2 separate regions of the Mus musculus genome follow, and region 2 is linked to region 1. The links are chromatin contacts, called in public HiChIP or PLAC-seq maps. All regions are on one chromosome and are shown on one strand. The core of a region is the stretch at or near the end of the contact, and the rest is flanking DNA. Distances in the headings are between cores, read along the strand shown.

Region 1 (7,870 bases), core at 1,653-4,152:
TTTAGAATCAGATTTAGATCTCTCTCTCTCTCAGCTACCTCTCTAGGATCATGTCTGCCTGCATGCTGCCACACTTCCTGTCATGATGATAAATGGACTAAACCTCTAAAACAACAAACCTGCACCCTAAGTTATAAGCCCACCCCCTGCCTAACGACCACCAATGCAGAGGGGAGCAAAAGTTTATATGACTCCCAATACCAGCCAATTGTGTTAAAGGCCACAGTAGCTTTCCAATTAGACATTCACCCCTACCCACAAACCATCCTGCATCGGGGAGGGAGCTGAGCCAGCTTGAATAGAATAAAGACCCTGCTGTGAATTGCACCAGATAGGCTCCTGGGTGTGTTTTGGGGAATCACTAACACTTCCTTGGCACAACTCGGGTCTACAAGTGGACTCTCTGGAGCAACCAAGCGTTACCACTACAAAAAACCAGGGAGAGGGAAAGGATTAGAAAAGATCATCTGGCCTGCTGTCTTGGCTTGAGGTTGGCCTCCAAAATATTACCCAGTGGCCCCTGGAACATCATTCAGGAGCCTAGTGACTGGACAGCATGTCCTTCATCCCTTCTCTAGGTTCCTTCCTCTCTTTTCTTCCCATTATTCCTCTAAGTTTCCTGCCCCGAGTCCAACCACATTGTCCATCACAGTACTGGGCTTAAATCCAGGGCCTTCTACATACACCTCAGTTCCATTTCCTGGATTTTGTTTTTTATTCTTTTGTGGTGCAGCTCTCAGAATACAGCCTATGTATGAAGCCCTTATGGGCAGTTTGCACTTCCCTGTACAAAGCATGGACGGATACATAACAGCAATTCTGGCTCATCTGCTACCCATGCTGACCCTGGATCTGTAAAGCATTCATATTCTCTTGTCTACTCCACTTCTCTCTAGCCAGGCGCACAGCACCAGTGCAGCCGGCCACAGTGGATTCTGACAGGCCACCTGGAGCCCTATCACTTTTACCCCCTCCCCCCCCTCCAACTACACATCTGTGGTACTGTCCCCATCATGTGTCAGAAGAAAGCAGGGAGGGCTGGGTTTCAGCCAGGACAGACACACTAGATTAATATTTCCCTAAGGAAATGTGTGCTAAGCCCTCCACCCTCAAGGCTATCTTATTGTGCTAAGTGTAGAAGCAGAGGTGGAAAACTGGGAAGAGGGTCAAGGCACAATGCAGTTTATTTTTCTGTTTTCCTCCACCGCTTTGAAAACATTTAAAGTCAAAACTGGACAAAACAAGATCTGGGCACCCCACCTAGATCTGCTTAAACATGTGAAATTCTGGCTCTGCATGCAGCTGGCCCTCACACAACCCCTCACAGATGTTTCCTTTCAGCCCCAGCCCTTCTGGCCCTGTGTCAGCAGCAGCGTGGCCTAGCCTGAGGCTGTCTTCCCACACCCTTCAAAGGCCAGAGCATCCAGAATACAGATTTCTAACATGAAAGCAAGGGTGATCCCACCCGTACTCAAAACCAAACACAAATAGCTTTTGACCCTGGCCATCTGTTCAAGTATGTGACTCTGGCCCTGTCTGTGTCCTGGTGCCTGTGTTGGGTAGGTCTTGGGAGGCCAAGCTCCCAGCCTGGTCTCATGGGGCTCACAATACTTGAGGATAGAAAGTGAAGCAGGATTCCCATGATCCAGATCTGGAGACACCTAGCAGGTGTCTTCTGGATACACTCCTATTCCATAGACTCATCACTTGTCCCATGTGCCATCTTCTCAAGGGACACACAGGAGTCACCTGTGGGAGAGTTAGTGGATAGCCTGCAAGGTTAAGGGAACAAGGGCAGTGCTGTATGCCCACCTCTTCCAGAAAAGCAGAGGGGTGTTGAACTTAGTTCTCTGCCTACATGATTAGTGCTCCTGTTGCTTCCGGCCTCCAGGATGTCTAAACTCAAACTCCTCTCCCACACATTGTCTTGGGCTTTGGCAGGTGTGGGCCCAGCGCTGTTTGGGGGATAATGCAGATTAAAAACCATCACACAAGCATCAAAGGTGTTGCTGGGGCCTGATCCACAGCCTACACTCTGAGTCTGCAAAGGCCCTCGGGAAGAGAGTAGCTGGTGACAGACTACTTACTTTCTGCAGAAGGTCCCTCTTCTGCAGGATCTTAGGGCATGCCATATTCTTAGCTTTCAGAGCATACCCCTTCTCTCTGGAGAACTTTGGGTAGTGACCCAAACAAGTTTCTACTAGCTATATATCCTTCTCCCTTCATGAAAAACAAGCCACCAAGTGTTCTATGACCCTGGCTCCCTCACTGCTGTCCCAACGTACAGAACCAACTTACCTACAAACTGGAGTTTTCCTCTCTCACCAATTTTCCCAAAGAGCCAGAGGAAGATGAGAGGTGAACAGGGGGGTGGCATATGAATCCGGGTGCCCTGTCCCAGGCTTGTGCCCATAGTACTGCTGTGGTAACCTCAACATTCATTTTTACTACCCATGGGCACATACAAAAGCACTAAAAGTGGTCACTGTCCTACACAGACAAAGTGATCGAGTGGAAGCGGTCCTTGGAACCGAGGCTTGTGCACCTCATTCACATTTGAGGCACCTCTCTGCACCACCACCGCTAATCACTCCTCGTGGGTACACAATGGGCACAGGGCAGAGGATAAAGCCTGTCTCCTGCCTTGTTGGGTAACATGGCATCTGTTGTGGCATGCACTGGGAAAACACAACAGCCCAGCTATGCTATCAGTAGGTAAGCAGCTTCCCAGGGACACACAAATCCAGCTACTTCTTTGCAGGGATGGATGGACCTGGTCACACGAGGGAGGGCCCATGCCTGGGCCTCTGAAATTAATGCACGAGGGCTGCAGCCCACACTGCTCTTTCCATTAGATGATAAGTTCCTAACACCTCGCCCTATTTGGCTGACTCAATGCAGAATGCAAATACCTCTGGCTGAAATGTTCTCCATGAGTCAGCTCCCTCCCAAGGGCCCAGTAAGACTGATTTAGGAGCTTTAGCTCTCCTGGAAAACACACAAATACTCCTGTATGCACGAAGCCTGAATTCCACCATGCTGCACTGTGAGTAGACTATCTTCCTTACTGTCCCCAGACAACTAAAGCTGGCTAGTAAGTCAAATGACAATAGTCCTTAAGCAGCCTTTATAGTGCTGATACAACACGGCCATCTTATGAAACATCAGGGCGGGGTTATAAAACACAAAGGAATTTGAAAACAAGACTGGAGTCTGATATGCCAGAACATGCCTGCAACCTAATCCCGAGCAGGAAGACTTGGAGTTCAAAGGCATCACTGGGCTACATAAGACTCTGACTCAAAACAAAAGCAGAAAAATCTAAGAAAGGTAGGATAGGATGGGGAGGGACCCAAGTGTCCACTAAGCCCCTGACCCAAGGAAGGATCTTCTGGGTCTCTTGGCTGGCAGGACCTGGTAAGGTTACCTGGCAGGTACAGGCAGGAGGCCTGGGCCCTCCTCTGTGGCCATGGCTTCCTTATTCCTGACCCTCAGAAGCACCAAGTACACGGTGGGTGGGAGTGGTTTGAATTGATTGATGATTGATTAATTTTTGTGACACGGTTTCACTATGTAGGTCTCACTTAGCTAGCCTGGAATTCACTATGCAGAGTAGGCTAGCCCCACACTCATAGTAATCTACTTACTTCTGCCTTGCTGGTCTTGGGATTAAAAGTTTGTGTCACCAAACCTGGCACTGTGATTTTTAGTGCAAAAGTTTTATAAAGAAAAAAATAATTCACAAAATACTTACTGCAGGAGCCAGGCAGTGGTGGCGCACGCCTTTAATCCCAGCACTTGGGAGGCAGAGGCAGGCAGATTTCTGAGTTCAAGGCCAGCCCGGTCTACAGAGTAAGTTCCAGGACAGCCAGGGCTACACAGAGAAACCCTGTCTTGAAAAACCAAACACCAAAAATAAAAAAAAAAAAACCCAAAAAACCAACCAAACAAAAAAAACCAAACTTATTGCCGGAGGCTATTTCTTTAAAGCACTTTCTCCGAGGAGTCTGATTGGAGACTGGGTCTTGTTAAATTGTCTCAGCTTGAACCCTCCCCAGTGCAAGTATTCAGTCTATGCTACCATGTCTAGCTCCTGCAGGGTCTTTACTTCAGTGTTTGCTGTCATTCTCTCGTACTTTAAAGCAGGCAGCTCCCGACTCACTTCAATTCCATCCTGGCAGCAGACTGCTAAGCAGGATGGTGTCTTGGTATAAAGCTGGAGATGCTAACAACACCAATGGACCAAAAAAAATAGACTTTATTTTTACATTTACAAATGTGGAATTAAATTTTGACAATTAAGAGAAATATATACAAACCAGTGTCAATGAAAAGTGAGGCAACCAACGTGCAGTGGAGAGAAATCACCCCAGGAACCCGACTCTCGGCCTCTTGGGCCCCAGGCTTTCTTCCTTGTGCAGAAGGCTCTGCAAGGACACGTGCAGCACCTTGCCCACTCGCTTGCTGCTCTGTAGGATGACAGGGACAGGACAGAGGTCACCTGCTAGTGAGGTACAAACTGACCAGAAGCCCCCACCTGCTGGCTAGTCTGCCCAATACCTACACATCTGTCTGCATCACAGAACTTTTAAAGCAGCTTTTCATTTGCCCTACAAATTAGGTATACATTCCACAGAGCTACACTCCAGCTCACTAACAGAAAGACCAGAACAGTCTTTCAATAAATACAACATGAACTCTAAACCCCAACAGCATCACAGTTACACCCTGGAGATCCTCTAAATACACCAAGCATGAAGGGCCAGGGAAGACTGCCCAACCATCAGTGCTCCTGTGGCCACGACAAACAGCCACATTGCCAACCAAAGCTGTCCAAGGCACTGTTTTATAATAAGGATAAAAGACCACAGAGAACCCTCCGGCTGAAGAGCAGACTGCCAGGCCATCTTACTAATAAGCCATTCCTAACTCAGCTGACAGCAGCCTCCCAGGTCAAGTCTCAGGTGCCTAAGTCTGCCCCTTGGCTACCTGCAGAGCTGCATTAGAATAGAACAGGTCAGACTACCTACTACTTTAGCCATTAGCACCCAAACAGCAGACAGGCTAGAAAAAAACAAAACAAAACAAAACTAAATAAATGCACAGAATGTCCCAAACCCCCCAAATAAAATCTTTGATATCTTGGCTCCAGGCTCATGAATCACTTTACGATTATAATGTATCAACCTCAAGTCTCTACTGAAAACTTTGAGTGTTCTCACAGCCTATGACTGTGACAATGACACTGGATTGGATCTTAGTGTCAGAGAGAAAGGCACCAAGCCTACAGACCCCAGTCCCAGGCCAGTCATAACCTTTGGGTCTATCCTGGTGCCAGCTGTCATGTGAGATGAGCCTCCAGATATGAAAACTTATGAAAAGATTATTGTGGATTAGAGTTCAGACTCCCAGCACCCAGTAAATGTTGGGCAGATGTGGTAGCAAACTTGTGATCTCAGCTTACAGAGAGCCAGAAGCAGGGATCCCTACAATAAGCTGGCTGGCTAGATTAATGAGCTCTGGGTTCAAGTGAGAGATCCTGCCCCAATACACATAGTGGAGAATGACTGAGGAAGACACTCAGTGCCAACCTCCGATCTACACAGACACACACACACTTACATGAGCAAGAACCTCCCCACATGCACACTCACACATATGCAAACATGCACATATGCATGCATACACACACAAACACACACATCCTCCACTACAGAAAGATGTTCAAGTCTAACAAACAGGTGGTCTGACTACCCATGCAAATGAAGGTGGGAGAAAGATAAGAAGAGGTAAGAGCAAGGACAACAGGAGTGGAGAGCAGAGGCCACAGCCTGCAGAGATAAGTTGTTCTTTGAGCCACATTTGCAGACCCCATTCTTAGGTTAGGGAGGCCCAGGCTCAGCTCACTGATGGAGCTAATTTCCCAACCACTGTAACCCTGACCCTAAGCTCTTGGCAAATACAGGCTGACAGCCCTGGAGGCACAGCTACAACACTTCAGAGAGACCTGCTTATCTTTTACATGCCTCAGGTTCTTCATCTCAAAAAAATGTGAATAACTATGGGGGATAACAGATTGGGAAAAACACTAAGTTCCTGGCATGTAGTACACAATAAATCTTTGCTATTGTTTAAAACACCTGTATTTCTGTTGCAGGATGCTTGATTGCTCTGTGAATCCTGAGATTATGTTATTTACTGAAAAAACACAACACAACAAAACAAAACTGTTTCTAGTTGTGGTGCGGCTCAGTCCTTAGGACATACCTTTAATCCCTTTGGCTAGAATACAGACATGACCTTAGTACACACCTTTAGTCCCAAACAATGAAGGTAAAGTTTGTAGAAGGAAGCACCCATGTTTAAAAGTGATGTCTAATTGAGTGGCAAAGTGATGAATCAGAGAAAGAGCTGATAAAATAGGATATGTATAACTCTCAGTAGAAGAGTGGCGAGGGAAGCTACTTGGGGGCAGTGCAGAGAGAGGAAGGAGGCAGTTTTACCAGGACAGTTGTACCAGAGACATGTTGCAGAGAGAGTTAAAATAAGCTAGACACAGGTGAAGATGGAATGGGCTGAAGAATGATAAGGAGCCAGAAGATTAGAACAGAGTTAGTCTGAGGCCAAGCAGAGCAATTAAGAAAAGCTGAGAGAAGCCAGTTTGAATCAATCAGGTTAGAAAGAAGTTTGAGACAGAATGGCTGAGTTGATTAGCCAGCCAGTGTTCAGAGAGAGCAAAGAACCATTAGCTCATTCAGTAAGTCTCAGAGGCTGAAAACATCCTCGGCCTAGGTAAGACTGTACAGGGGCTGGAAGCTTTCCAGGACGAGGCCTAGGTTAGCAGACTGAGGCAGCAAGCTTCAGAGTCAACAATCATTCTGGCACGTAAAGGACACTTTTACAGATTTCTCATTCAGTCCTCTGGGTGAGCCCTCTCCAAGGGAAGCTTGAGCTCCTCCTGTCTGACGAGGTCTTTGGTAGGACTCCTACTGCATTCTATCTGTAGAGAAGCCCAACCTAGGTTGCTTAGCAGAGTACAGAGAACAAGAGATAATGGGCACCAACTCACCAGTACTTCTGCCCCTCGTATTCTCAGAGCTGCCATCCTTCCCTCCCTGCAGGAGGTGCCCCTAAGCCTAGGCTGGAATGCACAGCCTGGGAGACAGGTCTTCACAGCTTACACTTTGGTGTGGAAGCTTGTGTAAGAAAGCAATGAACTATGGATGGGGCAGAGTATAGAGTGCTCTTCCCACAAGATGGCCGTCTATAAAAACTCACAAACTGTAATAAGTGAGGGCATTTAAAAGCAAGGGCATGAAGGGGATGCTCTGACATGTCGGCATTATCTCTGTGGGAAAGACAAAGGCCTGGGAGGAATATTCTTGGCTCTTGCACATGAGCAAAGACAACAGGGCCTAACATCAGGTGGATTCTCTCGCTGTACTTCTATCTGTTTAAGCTAATGGTAAATGCCAACTCATAGTTTGCTTGTTTTTATAATAAAAATGAGAAGTGCTTTGTACTACTGTTGAGCTCAAATGTCTGGAGTTCCTGCATGAAGGTCTAGGGAATAGCTTTTGCTCCTCAGAGACTTAGTCTTGTTGGCCACAGGTCAGGGTGACACCTGGGTCCAGCCAGCACACTGCCACCACGTCCTGTTATGTGCTCTTGGAGGCCACAGGTCAACACTAGGTGTCTTCCTCTATCACTCTTTACCTTCATTTCTGAGACAGGGTCTCCCTGGATGTGAAGCTCACCCCTGGTTAGCATGGCTGGCCAGCGAGCCCCAGGTTCTACTTCTCTCTGCCTTCTAGTACTGGGGTTACAAGCATGCACCACCCTGCCCAGTTCTTTATGTGGGAGCTAGGGA
Region 2 (7,870 bases), core at 3,438-5,937, 290 kb before region 1:
GAAAAATATGACTTTTGCTCATAAAAGTTTGAGGGGTTTCTGTTTGTTTGTTTACAATTTAAAAATTATGTGTATGGGTGTTTTATCTTCATGTATTTCTCTGCACCATATGCTGGGGTATACTGTGTGAAGGTGTGTCTTTGTATATTCAATTGTTAATTCTGTATTGGCAAAGAGTTAACGGCCCATCACTGGTCTCATATTTTGTAAATATTTGTTCCTTCCTCACCTGCCGAAGGCAATCTAGAACTGTATCTAATTGGCTTTAATAAAGAGTTGATGGGTGGGGAGGGGGTGACAGATATGGAATGGGGGGTTGGTGGAGGAGTAACCGGGAAGTGGGTTATCATTTGAGATGTAAACAAATGGAATGATTAAAAAAAAAAAGGAAAGACTTGATGGCCAATAGCTGGGCAGGAAGTAAAAGATGGGACTTCTGGGCAGAGCTGGAACTCTGGGAGAAGAATTGAGAGGTGGAGAGATTCAACCAGCAGGTGAATGGATGGACCAGAACAGAACAGAGAGGTAGACCTGGCCACATGGTGGGACATAGAGCCAGGACTAGTTGGGTTAGAGTAGTTAGGAGACTGTTCATTTATTTGTATCACTGGTGGGTCTGAGATAGTTGCTGTAGCACCACATTTGTGCCTGGTGCCCATGGAGGTCAGAAGAGGGGGACAGATCTCCTGGAACTAGAGTTAGAGGGTTGCGAGATGCCGTGTAGGTGCTGGGTATTGAACCCGGATCTCCTGGAAGAACAGTATCCTCAACTGCTGAGCTATTTTTCCATCTCTACTTCCAAATTTTAAAGATATTAAAATATTTCCAGGAGCTTTGAGAAACAACGTTGGCCATAGGCACTGTGCCGACTGTGTGTGGTGGGCAGCTGGCACCGGGTCTGTGCCCCCCTTTCTGTTATGCCCTGGTTGAATACCTACCAATGTCTAACTACCAGATAATCACTGAGATGTCTAATTACCAGTGAAGAACTGTACAATATGCACTTCCTCTTAGAGAGAAAATATCCAGAGGAAAAAAATTCAATGTTATATCTTAAGGCAAGCAAGGAGGTAGATCTGCCTCAGCTTGAAGAAACAAACCATTCTTATATTTAAATATTCCCATTTCACAGACAACAGGGCAGAACATGGCTGGTCCAGAAGTGGAGTGTGCTCTTCACTGATGCTCTCCAGAGACCAAGCTAATCAGATGAAATGAGCCATGAGGCTTGCTAACATTCAGAATGTGGGCTCCTGGGATCAGTCCTGTTGTATGTCAGGCCTCAGAGACACAAAGACAAATGTAATCTATTCATGTTCTCAAGGAGCTCAGTCACAAGACTGTCATTAAGAGACTGTTTAACAAACTAACCTTCTTACTAGTAATGTGAAGAGTCTTCTTAGAGTTTACTGTAAAGGGGTGGCTATGCTCTGGGAGAGGTCCTCCAGTCTGGACTCCTGGTATCATACAGTTACTATAGAAAGCACTACATGCTCTCGTCAAAGTCTGTATTCTCATGCCCTCTGCTCCAGAAGCTCATGAAAGAAAACAGCCTTGTCCCACCCTCTCCACCCCCTCAGTGACATCATTTGGTTGAATATTCAGCAAAGAGATCGGGGATGACTGAAGGCTACCGGAAGCAATCTGAAAGCAAATGCAGAGGATAAATAATGCTAAGAGTCCCATCTAGAGGAATAGGGGTCTCTCTGGGACCCAGGGAGACAGCCTAGTTTTAGCCATGGATATCCCCTTCCTCACTTCCCAGAGCTAAAGTTGACCCCTAGGGTTGGCTCTGCCCTACTCTCCAGTAGGCCTGCACAAATGAGGGCCAAGGAAAAAAAAGGCTTTAATATCTTAGAATATTATTTATATTTAAAGATACAAACATGAAGCCAGAAACTACTCGCTTGTAGATAGAAGTCCTTATTCTCTTGTAGATAAAAGGATGTATAGATAGATGATAGATAGATAGATAGATAGAGAGACAGACAGATGACAGAGACAGATGGAAACAGAGAGGAAGACAGAAAAGACAGGCTACCCTTATAACTAAATGGTCCCAAACCTGAAACACCTGGATCTTCAGGTATACTAGAACCAGAACCAGGGGAGGGATCAGTAGGTCCTTTGTTGGGATTCATGATTGGCCTGATGGAGGACTGACATGCTGAGCCAGCAGGTCCCAGATTAGGGCTTACAGTCAAATCTCCTGGGGAGCTGTAACTCCTGATGTCCACCACTCATGTCTTCGCTATCATCCTTCATTTGGTTGCAATATCTGGGGTAAGACTCAACCATTAGATTGTTAGTTTATTTGTTATGTCTCTTGAGACGAGGGTCTCACATAGCTCAGGATGGTCTCAAACATAGCCCAGTATAGCCTTGAACTCCTAACCTTCCTGTCTCACTTCCCAAATGTTAGGATCATAGGTGTGCATTAGCACACATTTCTTCCAAGTGCCAATATTTTAAAACACTTTGTGAGTGTTTCCATTGTGTTGTCAAGTTTAAAAATGAGCACTCCAAGCCAATGCTCTCAAGTTTTAATGTGCATACAAATCACTCAGGGAACTTGTGTGACTAGGGTAGGGCTGGAAGTCACAGTCCTAACAGTGATGTCAGAGCCATTAATCTAGGGACCAGACTTTCAGCAGCAAGGCTCTAAGCCAGTGATTTTCAGCAGTGGTCCCTGGACCAGTACCACCACCACCACCAACACAACCACCACTTGAACTACCAGCAAAACTTGCACCAGCATCCCAATACCACCACCACCAGCAACACCATGCAAATTTGCTGGAAACAGATCTCTTGGGAAGAGTCAGGATGTTTTAACAAGGCCAGCATGATTCTGATACATGCTCAAGTTTGAGACTCACTGCTTTCAGTCACTTCCCACTTTAGCCTCCCATCCCCAAACAGCCTCTTCCACCAGTTTCTGGTTCATGTAGCTGGTCTTTTTTTTTTTTTGCCCCTCCCCCCACTCCCTATCCTACCCCTGTTAACCGCCTATCACTAAATAGGAGAGAGAGATGGATGAAGGAGAGGGGGCAGAGAGAGAGAGAGAGAGAGAGAGAGAGAGATCCCTGAATCTAATTTCTTTCCTTTTGTTTCTTCTTTGAGCACAACTATTAACAACTGCCCCTGAATGACCAACAACCACCCACCCCACCTATCAGGGCTCTAGCATTTATATGCCCTCTGAAAAGTTTCCAGAATTTGAAATGTCACCCAATCACAGAAACTATCTGCAGCTGGCAAAACTATGCCTCTGCTACAGCATGAAGCAAGTCATAGTCAGCTGCTTCTGACAGTCCAAAACAGCCCCACATCCCTACACCTGGGATTAAAATGAAAGTACATTCTTATAAAATTTCTGGTTTCTTTTTTAAAAGAAACAAAAACTCCAAAATTGTTACTACAGGTTCAGTTCAGCACAGCTGGAGTTCACATCCTGCCGAATATACGAAATCAAACAGGAGATAACCTTGTTTAAACACTGAGTGTTTATATAAGGGTCTGTAAACTTTCATTAAACTAAACAGTCTGTAAACAGTCTGTTAACTCAAGTTAAACTTTAGATGTTAACAGCAAATAATCTGGAGTGAGCAATCATCTTCCCCAGGAAGAGTCAGCTACAGTCACCTAAGAAGCTAAAAATTCTTTGAAAAGATCATTTCTCAAGCAAGATTCTCAAATGAAGTTTTCTAGGGTTGGCTAAGGAACTTCTAGGTCTTGAAGAAGATGAGTCTTTTGTTCTGAGAAACCAAGCAGAGCTACAAGGCTGCTGGGGCGAGGGAGAGCGGAAGGGTGAGCTGGGATAGGACTCTGTAAGAGCGTGTCTCATCACACCAATCTCAGGGGCTTGACTCACAAGTAAGTAAATTTCAGGCACAGGCCAGGGCACCAACCTCAGCAGATCCACTCAGTCTCTCTGTGCCATCGGGTGAAGCTTCAATGACCTCAGAGTAGGGTAGGCCCAGAGCTTGGGCCAGTCTGGTGTCCTCTGAGCTGGTGCTGGGGATTCCTGTTCAGAGATGAAAAATACAAAACGTCAACTCCTCTTAAGTGCTCAAAACAAAGAATCATGCAACAGTGACACACAGCGTTAGCTTCTTAAGGTCCCTTTTAACTCAGAAGACAGAAAGCCACATCAAACTCACTGGATAATGGGACAGAGTCTTAGAGAACCTGGCACCCTAACACAACTGTTTACATTGTTGGACTTATTTTCCTTATATCTTTTTCTCTGGTTTTCCTTCTTCTTAAAAACATAGTTGCAACCCTAAAATCTACCATCTATGCCACGGAAACTATATATTACAAGTATGAGGAGAGCCTCTTGAATAGCCCCCAGTGGCTTCCTGGTGGGAAGCAGTGCTGGCTCCAATGGCATTTTAATTCCCTAGAAGTCTGGAGATTGAAAGCTGGCATTGGAGTCTATGTTGTGTCCCTGAAAACACCAGAGCATTCTGAACAGGCATTTATTCTTCAACCCACACACATCTTCAGGAAATGAGGTGGAGCACAAGAAAATCACCCAGAGGGGTAGAGCCTGCTGTTCTGGCTTCAGCTGAGCACAGAAGCAGGCTTTGGTGGTTGGTTCTCTAGGACAGGGTTCTGAGTGTGGTGCTGCTGACAAAATGGGTGGTTCTGAGCATGGTGGCACAGGGAGTATTCTACCCTATCCTGGCTCCTTTCCAGACCACTTCCTCAGTAGGGACAAACAAAAGATCTCTTGGAGTGGGTTGGTCTGATGCTGCTTGTATTCTAATGCTAAATACTGGCTTCTCAAGACCTGGCTTCCCACAAGCAGATTCTCACATACATCAAGTGATGCTATGTGAACATTGCTCCCCAGTAAAAAGCTAGAGCCTGTGATTGGGCAGTGAAGGGAGAAAGGTGGGACTTGAAGATCAAGTGAAGGGGTTGCAGGCAGAGGGAGCAGAAGACGGGTGGGGGTGGGTGGGGGGGTGGGGGGGTGGGGTGGAGGAGGCTGCCATGAAAGGAGATGGACCATGAGCATGTGGCCAGGGGATACAGCATGTGAAGAGGACATACAACTGGAGAATAAGTTAGGATAGCTCCAAACCTGCCCAATCTAGGCTTGTAAATAAAATACCGGGATCGTGTGTCTTTTATACAGGCTAGCTAGGACTATATATTCATTTCACAATCTCCCAAATTGGTCAAATGTCTCCTGGTGCTGACACCTCTCTCATGGAAAATGTTAAAACATACATGTGGAAGGTCAAACAAGAAGGCTAAGCCAAACAAAACAGTTCCAGAGGGGTGCCTTCAGGTGCAGAGGGCTGACAGTTCTATAGTAGTGCAAGCTGCGTGTTTTGTTGAGGTGCAGTGTGTGAAGGTTGTGTTGGTATTATTCAAGTCTGTACCAGCAGAGAGCTGAGTAATGACCAGATTTTAGTACTGCCATTCTTATGAGAGAGGGTCTCTGGGAGAGGCAGCAGGGATACAGGAAGATTTGCCAGCAGGGCATGGAGGAGGTTAGACATATGGGGAGTGAGAGAGAGGTAACGGGCCACGTGGTGGGACATGGACTATAAGACTTGGCTTAATTAAGTTAGATGAGCTAGCGGGGAGGTAGCCCAAGCTAAGGCCTAAGCTATAATAAAATTTAATAAGTCCCCGTGTCTTATTAAAATTCAAATTCATTATTATTTAAATGCTTGTGGGTTCAGAAAGTCTGGCAATAGTGTTTCCAACTGCGTTGTGACAGAAAACACAAAATAAAGCGAATGGACTGGACTGGGAGGTACGGACACAGGGCAATAGCAAACACTACCAACAGCAGTTTGTAGTCACAGCAGGGAGTCAAGGGTCATTTGCCAGATTTTGATGTCCTGCTTAGGGTGACTCAATGACACTCCAAAGTAGACACTGAAAGGACTTTAGCCAGCCCAAGGAAGGCAAACATGGCTCTGACAGGCCTTGCCTTTCTCCCCATTCCCTCTGCCTTGATAAAAACCATTAGATTATATTCCTAAAGCTAGCCACTGAAGTCTATGCCCTTATTTGTCCACTTCCTCCTCCTGAGGCTGATTATCAAGGTCCAGCTATCAAAGTATAGAAGTCCAGCAATCAAAAGTCCCCTTTGGAACACCTAATTAACATACCCAATTAAAATTAAACACCTCATCATATCATGGAGTTTCCCCTTTTACCTTTATGGGCCACATCTGTCTGTCTGCTCTCTATCCAGAGCCAGTTCTTTGTGCCCCACTGAGACGAACACCCCCTTCCCTTCTCCCATGTTCCCTTCCCTTTCTCCCTTCTCCTCTGTCTCCTGTCTTTTCTCTTATTCCCTGCCCTTTGTCCCTCTGGGGCAAATAAATCTCTTCTATGCTAAGAACTTGGTCTTGGGTATCCTAAGCCAATACCAGTCCCTTTCAGTAGCCATCACATTTATCTGGCCACATTAAGATTACTTGAAAACGTGATCTATTCTAACTGTGCAGGTGGGATAGTGAAAATTCTGCTTTATTTCTTACTTGTCTCTGCTTCTACCCTTAAAAGGCAAGGAACAGTACTTAGAAAATACCAATTATACAACCGAAGGAAATCAAGACAACGGAAAAAAAAATTCCCCATGCTTACCTAAAAACATCTAAATCCTTCAGAACCATTGTGTCGGTGATTTAGCCCAAAATGTCAAACATCCCTTGTCTGCCCCCAAAAAGCCATATTAAGGTTTTTTTCCACTGTTTACTCTGGCTGCTTAAAACTTCTTACTAATTATAAAATGTATGGTTGTAACAGTCAGACATGACCTGAGTGCTCAGTGCCAGCTTTCTGCTTTGACATCTCTTCCAAATGCTTCATCAGAAGTGACCTGAGGTCATTTTAATAGGAACTGTTGCTGCAGCAGCACAGGAAGGGCACTGCTGAGCAGGCTGCTGCTCTGCAGTGTGACTGGGATCTCCAGTGTGATCTGCAGTGTGACAGGAAAGCAAGCCAGAGAGGTGCACAGGTGTGTCCCGAAGGCAAATTTTGGACAGGGCTGTCATTAGATACTTATCCTTTGTTCTCGTTCTGCCCCAGGACAAGAGATGGGTAACACTCATAAATAAGGCTGCCAATGACAAAATGTCTCTCAGGTGCCTTTGTATACTGTTCATGACCCTTTCTTGAGGAGCTCAGATTAGCCTCCTCCACAATTCCAAAACCCAGCTTACAAGGATCATAGGAACTCCCATCTCTACCCTTGCTGGCAGTTTGGTGAGTTTTATTTTGTTTGGTTTGGTTTTGTTAAGACAGGATCTTACTATATAGCCTAGGCTGACTTCAAACTCAAGATCTCTCTCCTCAATGCTGGGACTAGATGCCTGAATTACTACACCTGGCTTGGATTTGGAAATTAAATTTTTAGCCTATGTTGTATTATCCCCATATCATGTGCCTAGGTATTTAAAAACTAACTCATGACTCATGAGCCTAAGCTTTTAAAATTCTCAATAGCAGCCAGGATGACATGAAATACCTAATATGCTTTCCTTAAAAAAAGTAAAATGTATGTATGTATGTATGATTTATGATTTATTAATTATTAATGTGTGTGTGCAGGCACAGGTGGAGGTTTGGAAGATCACTTTCAGAATTAGGTTCCAGGAACTCCACTCAGGTTGGCAGGCTTGAGTGGCAAGCATTCTTATACCCTGAGTTGTTTTGCCATCCCTCCCCTCACCACTCCACCCATATGCATTCAAATACACCGTTTTTGTTGTTGTTGTTTGTATGCTTGCTTTTGTTTGTTTTTGTTTTTGTTTTTAGATGTGGTTTTGCCATGTTTTCCAGGCTTTAAACTTGCTCAGTAGCTATAAGAATTGTTCTTCTTATAGAGGAATTGGGT

The links. HiChIP or PLAC-seq counts read pairs in DNA pulled down with a chosen protein or histone mark.
Region 2: a contact with region 1 is called in an HNF4G HiChIP or PLAC-seq map of pancreatic cancer cells. The contact joins two enhancer-like sites. A contact is called at or near these places in 1 of 15 datasets of contacts at CTCF or cohesin (large pre-B cells), 13 of 484 Hi-C or Micro-C datasets (ECoMG-derived neutrophils, the G1E-ER4 cell line, Th17 cells and 8 more), 2 of 115 datasets of contacts at active chromatin or transcription factors (fibro-adipogenic progenitors and pancreatic cancer cells) and 2 of 9 other capture datasets (adipose tissue and liver).

What each region holds. Positions count from the first base shown.
Region 1 is chr9:123,132,498-123,140,367 of GRCm38.p6, reverse strand. Exosc7 (exosome component 7) reads right to left here. Exons shown (of 8, transcript NM_001081188.1): 8 at 4,239-4,469. The coding sequence ends at 4,365. Among named protein-coding and RNA genes, the nearest start is that of Clec3b, 15 kb to the left of the region's middle. Within about 2 kb of position 2,902, at least 79 of the 459 cell types and tissues checked have an H3K27ac peak or open chromatin away from gene starts, as enhancers often do. A contact at or near this core is called in pancreatic cancer cells, where this site is marked.
Region 2 is chr9:123,428,043-123,435,912 of GRCm38.p6, reverse strand. It overlaps Lars2 (leucyl-tRNA synthetase, mitochondrial), which reads right to left. Exons shown (of 21, transcript NM_153168.3): 11 at 3,912-4,027. Among named protein-coding and RNA genes, the nearest start is that of Gm40586, 32 kb to the left of the region's middle. Within about 2 kb of position 4,687, at least 36 of the 459 cell types and tissues checked have an H3K27ac peak or open chromatin away from gene starts, as enhancers often do. A contact at or near this core is called in pancreatic cancer cells, where this site is marked.